2 separate regions of the Gossypium hirsutum genome follow, and region 2 is linked to region 1. A link is a contact called in public Hi-C data. All regions are on one chromosome and are shown on one strand. Each heading gives the region's core, a stretch centred on a gene start, on an enhancer-like site or on the middle of the called end of the contact. The rest is flanking DNA. Distances are from core to core; before and after follow the strand shown.

Region 1 (3,095 bases), core at 281-2,780:
CCATTCATCATTTGAAATAAGGCACCATGCGTCACACTTCCATGCCTTTGAATCGAGGGCACACTCTAAGCGGCTCATTGCTTAGGAGTTGGAACATTACTATCTATTTTATTAGGTGCAGCGTGATTAAACTCAGCTAAAATCTTTTATCTATAAAAAAAACCAAAATCAAATCGGATCTGAAGGCATCACATAATCACCGGTTATAAGTGACATGTATTTCTAGACTCGTACGAGCTATGTTTCAATCTTAGAATCCACTAAACCGTAGCTTTGATACCATTAAATGTAACACCCATAACCCGGTCCTGTGACCGAACCCAAGCTACAAGATATTACCAAGCAGTGAGTTAGGTTGCGATCTTCAATCAATTAACATTGCGATCTCCAACCTTAGTGACTTTATGCTATCTCAGTCCCTTACATCGTGGCATGACTCTCTGTTCAAGAACCTTCAAACCGTTGTGCACTTTAGCATTCTACACACCTACACATTCACAAGTGCACCTTTAAGCATAATCTATTAACAAAAGTATAGAATAAGATCAAAGTGCTAAAAATGACACAAAAACACAAACATACTTACAAATGACCAAAAACACAATTTAATCCTAAAACGACTTGATTTTACTCAAAAGTAAACTAAAATAAGCGTAGAAGGATTGTGATTGCATACACCTAATTACACCTATCAATTACAATATTTCTCTTAAACAACTTTGTAAACCTAATGTCTAAAATAAACTAATATGTAAACATTAAAGAAGTCTATATATTCAAAATAAAAAGCTTAGATCATTTATACAATGATAGCTTATTTCGCATATAAGCTAACATCAATGTTGTAAAAACGAGAATGGAGGTTAAATTGATTGAATAAGACCTCTGATTCCAATTTAACCATACAATTCAATTACACTGAAAAATTAAAAGAAATAAATTAATATTTATTAAAAATCCATAGAAATTAAAAATATATATTACTTTTTTTAAAAAAAAAGAAAAATTATATATAAAAAATCAAAGATAAAACTGAACCAAAAAATAATGAAAAAAAATCAATTTTAAAATAAAAATAATAAGAAAAATATGATTTTCTTATTTTTTCTCAAACTTCAATTTCCAAAACTATATGCACATTGTAGTTTAACATATTAATCGGATTGATAGACGTAAAGTTGGCTAGTAAAAGGGAGCAGCAACTTTAGAGTGTTGAGGAAAAAGCAAATGGACAAGAAGAGCGTCCAAAGTAGGATTTTGAGCAAAAACAATGGAAGTTCGTGTATGTTGAGAAGCAAGTCCGATATAGCACTATTGATTGGCATGTTATTATGGGTTTGCTGCATCTGTCAATGTATGTATCTGGTAAACAAAAAGAAAAAAGGTTTCACCTGGATTGAATATCATGTAACTGGTCAAATTCCCTCGCCCCAAACTCTCCTCAACAGAGCCCAATAAAGCCCAGTGTAAATAAAGCCCTAACTCAAAAACTCTGTATCAATCCTCAAATCGAATCTGTATCTGTAGGGTATTGGGCCTAGAACTCCATAAGCCCCCTTCCGTTTCTCTTGTTCCTTCTTTCCCTCTCCTTCCATTTTCATTTCTACCATTTCTTTTTCTCTGCTACTCATCACTTTCAATTTTCCTTTCTTCTTCTGTTTCTTTTTTTTTTACTTCTCTTTGATCTATTCTACACCCGGCACCGTTGCATTACTCTTAATTTGTTTGGTTCAGCTACCCAGTGCATAATTAGGCTTTTAGGGTTTCTCTGTTCACATTTTCTTTGGATTTTGCTTTGTGTTTTCGCAGCTTATAAGTGCTGCTGAGTTATAAATTTGTATAATCTAATATCAGGGAAGAATAATTGGTGCGGAATGAACAATTCCAGGGAAGATTCTCCAGATTGGCTGCGCTCTTTTCAGGTATATTTACCCTGCTTTCTTTAGCTTCTAAAATGTTTTTATTTGTTTGACACTCTGCACCATGCTTTTTCCCCATTATTTTCATGGCTAAAGTTTAACGTTTAATCAGATTGTTCTCTTTTCTTTTTGTAACCGTATAGCAGTTAGCCAGCTGTTGCACCTTTACATTGTTTTCTTACTGGTTTGCGAGAATTTACCTTGTTTTTAGGCACCGACTTCTACGCTGACATTATCTTCGGATTCCAATTCTTCTCCAAATGGTAGCCCGCGTAGGGTTGATAAAACTGATGCTGATGATGAAGACACATTGGAAAAGAGAAACCACGATAAAGTAAATCAAAAGCCTTCTGGAAAGAAGGAAAACGACGCCTTCAAGGACTCTGAAGGTAGAAAAGGAGTAATTCTCCTATGATAGTTAGGAACTGACGCAAGGGTTGTTTCCAAATAACTGAAATGATGCTTTAATGAATTGTTTAAAGTATATAATATTTCAGCTTCTGATTTCTGAACCCTTTCTTTGATTTTGACCTCGTTATTTACAACTTGTGCAATATGAACTTTTAGCAATGATGCAGGGAGTGAGGAGGATGGAAAGGTCGCTGCGGAAGAAATGTCTGAGAAACACTTGGGATCTCATGTACGGTATCACATTATATTGCCTTGGGATTGCCTAAATCTGGGTTCTCCTTTATTATTGCATTTCATGGTTTATCAAAAATGTCATCAAACTTAAAAAATTGATTTTAGATATCGTTTTGAAATTTATGAAAATAAAGACATTTTGCTTTGGAAAGAATCATTTCATCGTAGAACAAAACCATTTTCATTTATTTAACAGTATGATAAAAGTTTTATAATGTAAATTTTACTTCATATGTTTGAGACGTTTACTACAGAAAGATATCCAACGTGGTATGAATCTGATTAGATTGGAGGACCACTGTTAATATTGAAGCTGATGAAAGTGGTTAGATGTTGAACAGGCAGTAAATCATTCGATATGGTCGTTATCATCCGATTCTGAGTCTTCTCCTGGCCATTCTCCTCAAGGGAAGCAGAAAGTGTCTCTATCTCAAGAGAGTGGAGAGGCAAGTGATCCAGTTCTGACTGGCAGGGCCAACAGGTCTCCACTAAAGAAGACTTCTAAAGGAAAATCTCCAAAGAAGGGGGTAA
Region 2 (3,095 bases), core at 229-2,728, 280 kb after region 1:
GACTCCTCATACCCGAATTTAGTGGACGGATCGGGCATAAGGTGTTACAAGTTCTCTGTAACATTGCTCTTGGTTGTTTACTCATTTGTTCTCCTTTGCTTTAATGCAAATTTACTCCTCAGGTGGCCGGTCTTGAGAGCTTTAACACTATAAAATTGCTCACTCAAGTTTCTCTCAAATGTAAAGAAAATGAAGAAATGAAAATGAGAGAAGAGAGATGCTTGAATGACTGAGGAATGATGAATGCTTGAAATGGAGAGCAAAGGCCTCTATTTATACTAAATGGAGTGGGATGGCCGACCCTTGAATTGTGGAAAAGGAATGGATATGCTTTCATTGTGGAGCTTAATTTGTAGAAGAGGTTGCATGGAATGAGAATAAAGGTGAACGATTTGCAATTTTTGAGGAATGAAGGCTTTTTGCTTATTTTGCTATTTACCAAGTCTTTTTTGGACGGTTGGGCATCCCAATGGGTAGTTTGGGGTCTTTCTTCCCTTAATGGATGGTTTGGGCCTAATTTTTCGTGGCAGGCTGTCCAGCTTTAGTGACCCAATTAAGAACTAGGTTAAAATGAAATTAGAAGTCCAATAATCTTTATTTTGAACGTCCCGAGCTAGTAATTTATTAGCTCAACACATAAGTCCCTTTGTTGTGGAAATGCTACAGTATTAAGCCTCAACAAGTAAGTTTCAAGCTTTAATTTCTTTCTAGTGCACAAAATTCTAATTAGTTTATATTTTTTAAATAACTTTACTTTAAGAAAAATATATTTACTTTATTATTAAAATAAAGGGATTTTATGAGTAAAAATCATAACTTAAGGGCTTACTTAACTATAAAAATAGGTTAAGGGCTTGTTTAAAACACAATATAGTGAGTTAAACGGGAATAAAAAAAATAATAAATAAGGAGGACTTACAAGGTAATTAGCCACATTTAAGGTTTGATGCCTAGGAGCACCCATTCACCTTTTTTTTTCTCTAGCAGCCACTTAAAATAAAAATTTTCACATTAAATCTCTTAATACTTTAGATAATTACATTTCAGTCTAATACCACCAATTTAATAGGCGCACCAATAAATTCTTACAATTTTAGTAAATAATCTTATGGACATCATTTCAGTTATTAATTTTATTTTTTTATATTATTTAGGTAAAAAAAAAACCTACAAACCACGTGGTAAATAATTGTAAAAAACCCCCAAAGTAGGAAACGCTCGGACCAGTTTGTTATGCTGGCACTTTATAAGTTCTCTAAACCTCACGCTTTTCAACATGACGCCACATGTCAGAATTTCATTAGCTGGCTTACTCAAATTTTCACTGGCCTTCTAATAATACGCCCTTCGTTTTATAACAAAAATACCTACATGCAATATTAAAACAATCTTCTGTATTTGGGCATATTAGTAAAAGCATAAACCATACGCGGATTGAAGCTCGGATAAAGTCAATGCATAACGTTAAAATTAAAGATAAATAAATATAAATAAAAGAGTTGACTACTTTCTAAACTATTTTCCTTTGTATCAACTGAAAGCATGGGCCATCTTCTTCTCCTTTAATCTTCCAAAATACTATCCCTCCTTGAATCTCCTTTTCTTTTCTTTTCTTTTCTTTTTAAAATTTTTTTCTGAAAATCACTCAACGAAACTCTTATAAATTTATTTTATCAACATTTGTCATGGCTGTTCTATCACTGAATTCACTGCCTACCGGATTTCGGTTCCGACCAACGGACGAGGAATTGATCGATTTTTACTTACGGGCTAAGATAAACGGAAAAAGAAACGATGAGGTTGAAGTCATTCGTGAAATCGATGTTTGTAAATGTGAGCCCTGGGATTTACCTCATATGTCTGCTATAGAGACTCGTGATCCCGAGTGGTTTTTCTTTTGCCCACTCGACAGGAAGTATCCAAACGGCAATAGGCTTAATAGGGCTACTAAAGCTGGTTACTGGAAGGCTACGGGTAAGGATCGTAAGATTAAGTCTGGGTCCTGCTTGATCGGCATGAAGAAAAGTCTGGTGTTTTATACCGGCAGGGCTCCTAGGGGGAAGCGAACTAATTGGGTTATGCACGAGTACCGTACTACACTCATTGAGCTTGACGGCACCAAGCCTGGACAGGTTCCTCCTTTTACCCTTTACTTACCCTTTTCCCTATGATCATGGAAGATAAAGGTTGGTTTTGAATATGAGTAGTGTAAATTAGTTGACATCACGAATTTCCTTGATGTGGTTTAATTTTGGTGCAAGAATTGTTATGCGACTCCGTTTACATTGATTTCTGTTTTCAATTGGGTTCATAGTTCTGTTTTGTACACGATTTCTAGTGTTGTTGGGTCAATTGTTGATAATGTGTTGAAGTTCGGGTGATAGTTTTTTCACATATTCGTTATTTTTGTGCAGAATCCGTTTGTAATTTGTCGTCTCTTCAAGAAACAAGACGAGAGCATTGAAGATACCAATGGTGATGAAGTTGATGTATCTTCTCCTACTGAAGACATGCAGTCTGAGTTAGAAGGGCCTCAAGACTCACCTGCGCTGGAAGGGGTAGCCCAACCAAAGTTTCCCCATAACAATGGAACTTTTTCTTGGGGCCCGCCAAATGATGTGGTTTCTAACGCTGTTCCACCTATGTTAGAGTGCAATATCGTTGACTCTAAAGCTTACAGTGTAACCGGTCAAGTGGCAGAAATTGTGACTGACAAGGTGAAAAAGGAAACTGAATTTGGATTTTAGATTTTGTTTTTTAATAATTGCTATAGCATTAATGTTGTTCGGTTTTAGGTCGATCAAGTTGGAGAAGCTTTGAATCATTTTTATGATCCCATGGTGGAGCCACCGGACCGCAAATTCTTTTCTCCACTGCGCTCACATGTTGAAGCAGAGCAGGCTCCTTGGACGTTCCATCAAGTGGGGAGCAGTTTAAGTGCGGTGGAGGTTGAGCATGAGACAAATAAAAATGATGCTTCTATTTCTGATTTCTTAAATTCTATCCTTAACAATTCAGATGACTACTACAGTGTTGATTCTAGCAGTCAGCAGTATTCAGCTAATGAAAGTGAGACCCCTAAAACCATGGCCGTT

The links. A called contact is a pair of places that touch in the nucleus more often than the background predicts.
Region 2: a contact with region 1 is called in a Hi-C map of leaf, with 2.3 times the contacts expected there. The contact joins the promoter of LOC107920931 here to the promoter of LOC107922471 in region 1. A contact is called at or near these places in 4 of 34 Hi-C or Micro-C datasets (callus and leaf).

Annotation. Positions count from the first base shown.
Region 1 is chrA08:87,527,168-87,530,262 of Gossypium_hirsutum_v2.1, forward strand. LOC107922471 (DNA-binding protein BIN4) reads left to right here and starts at 1,531. Exons shown (of 12, transcript XM_016852520.2): 1 at 1,531-1,922; 2 at 2,131-2,308; 3 at 2,498-2,559; 4 at 2,906-3,095. The coding sequence starts at 1,875.
Region 2 is chrA08:87,806,444-87,809,538 of Gossypium_hirsutum_v2.1, forward strand. It overlaps LOC107920931 (NAC domain-containing protein 62), which reads left to right and starts at 1,479. Exons shown (of 5, transcript XM_016850765.2): 1 at 1,479-2,132; 2 at 2,415-2,717; 3 at 2,796-3,095. The coding sequence starts at 1,686.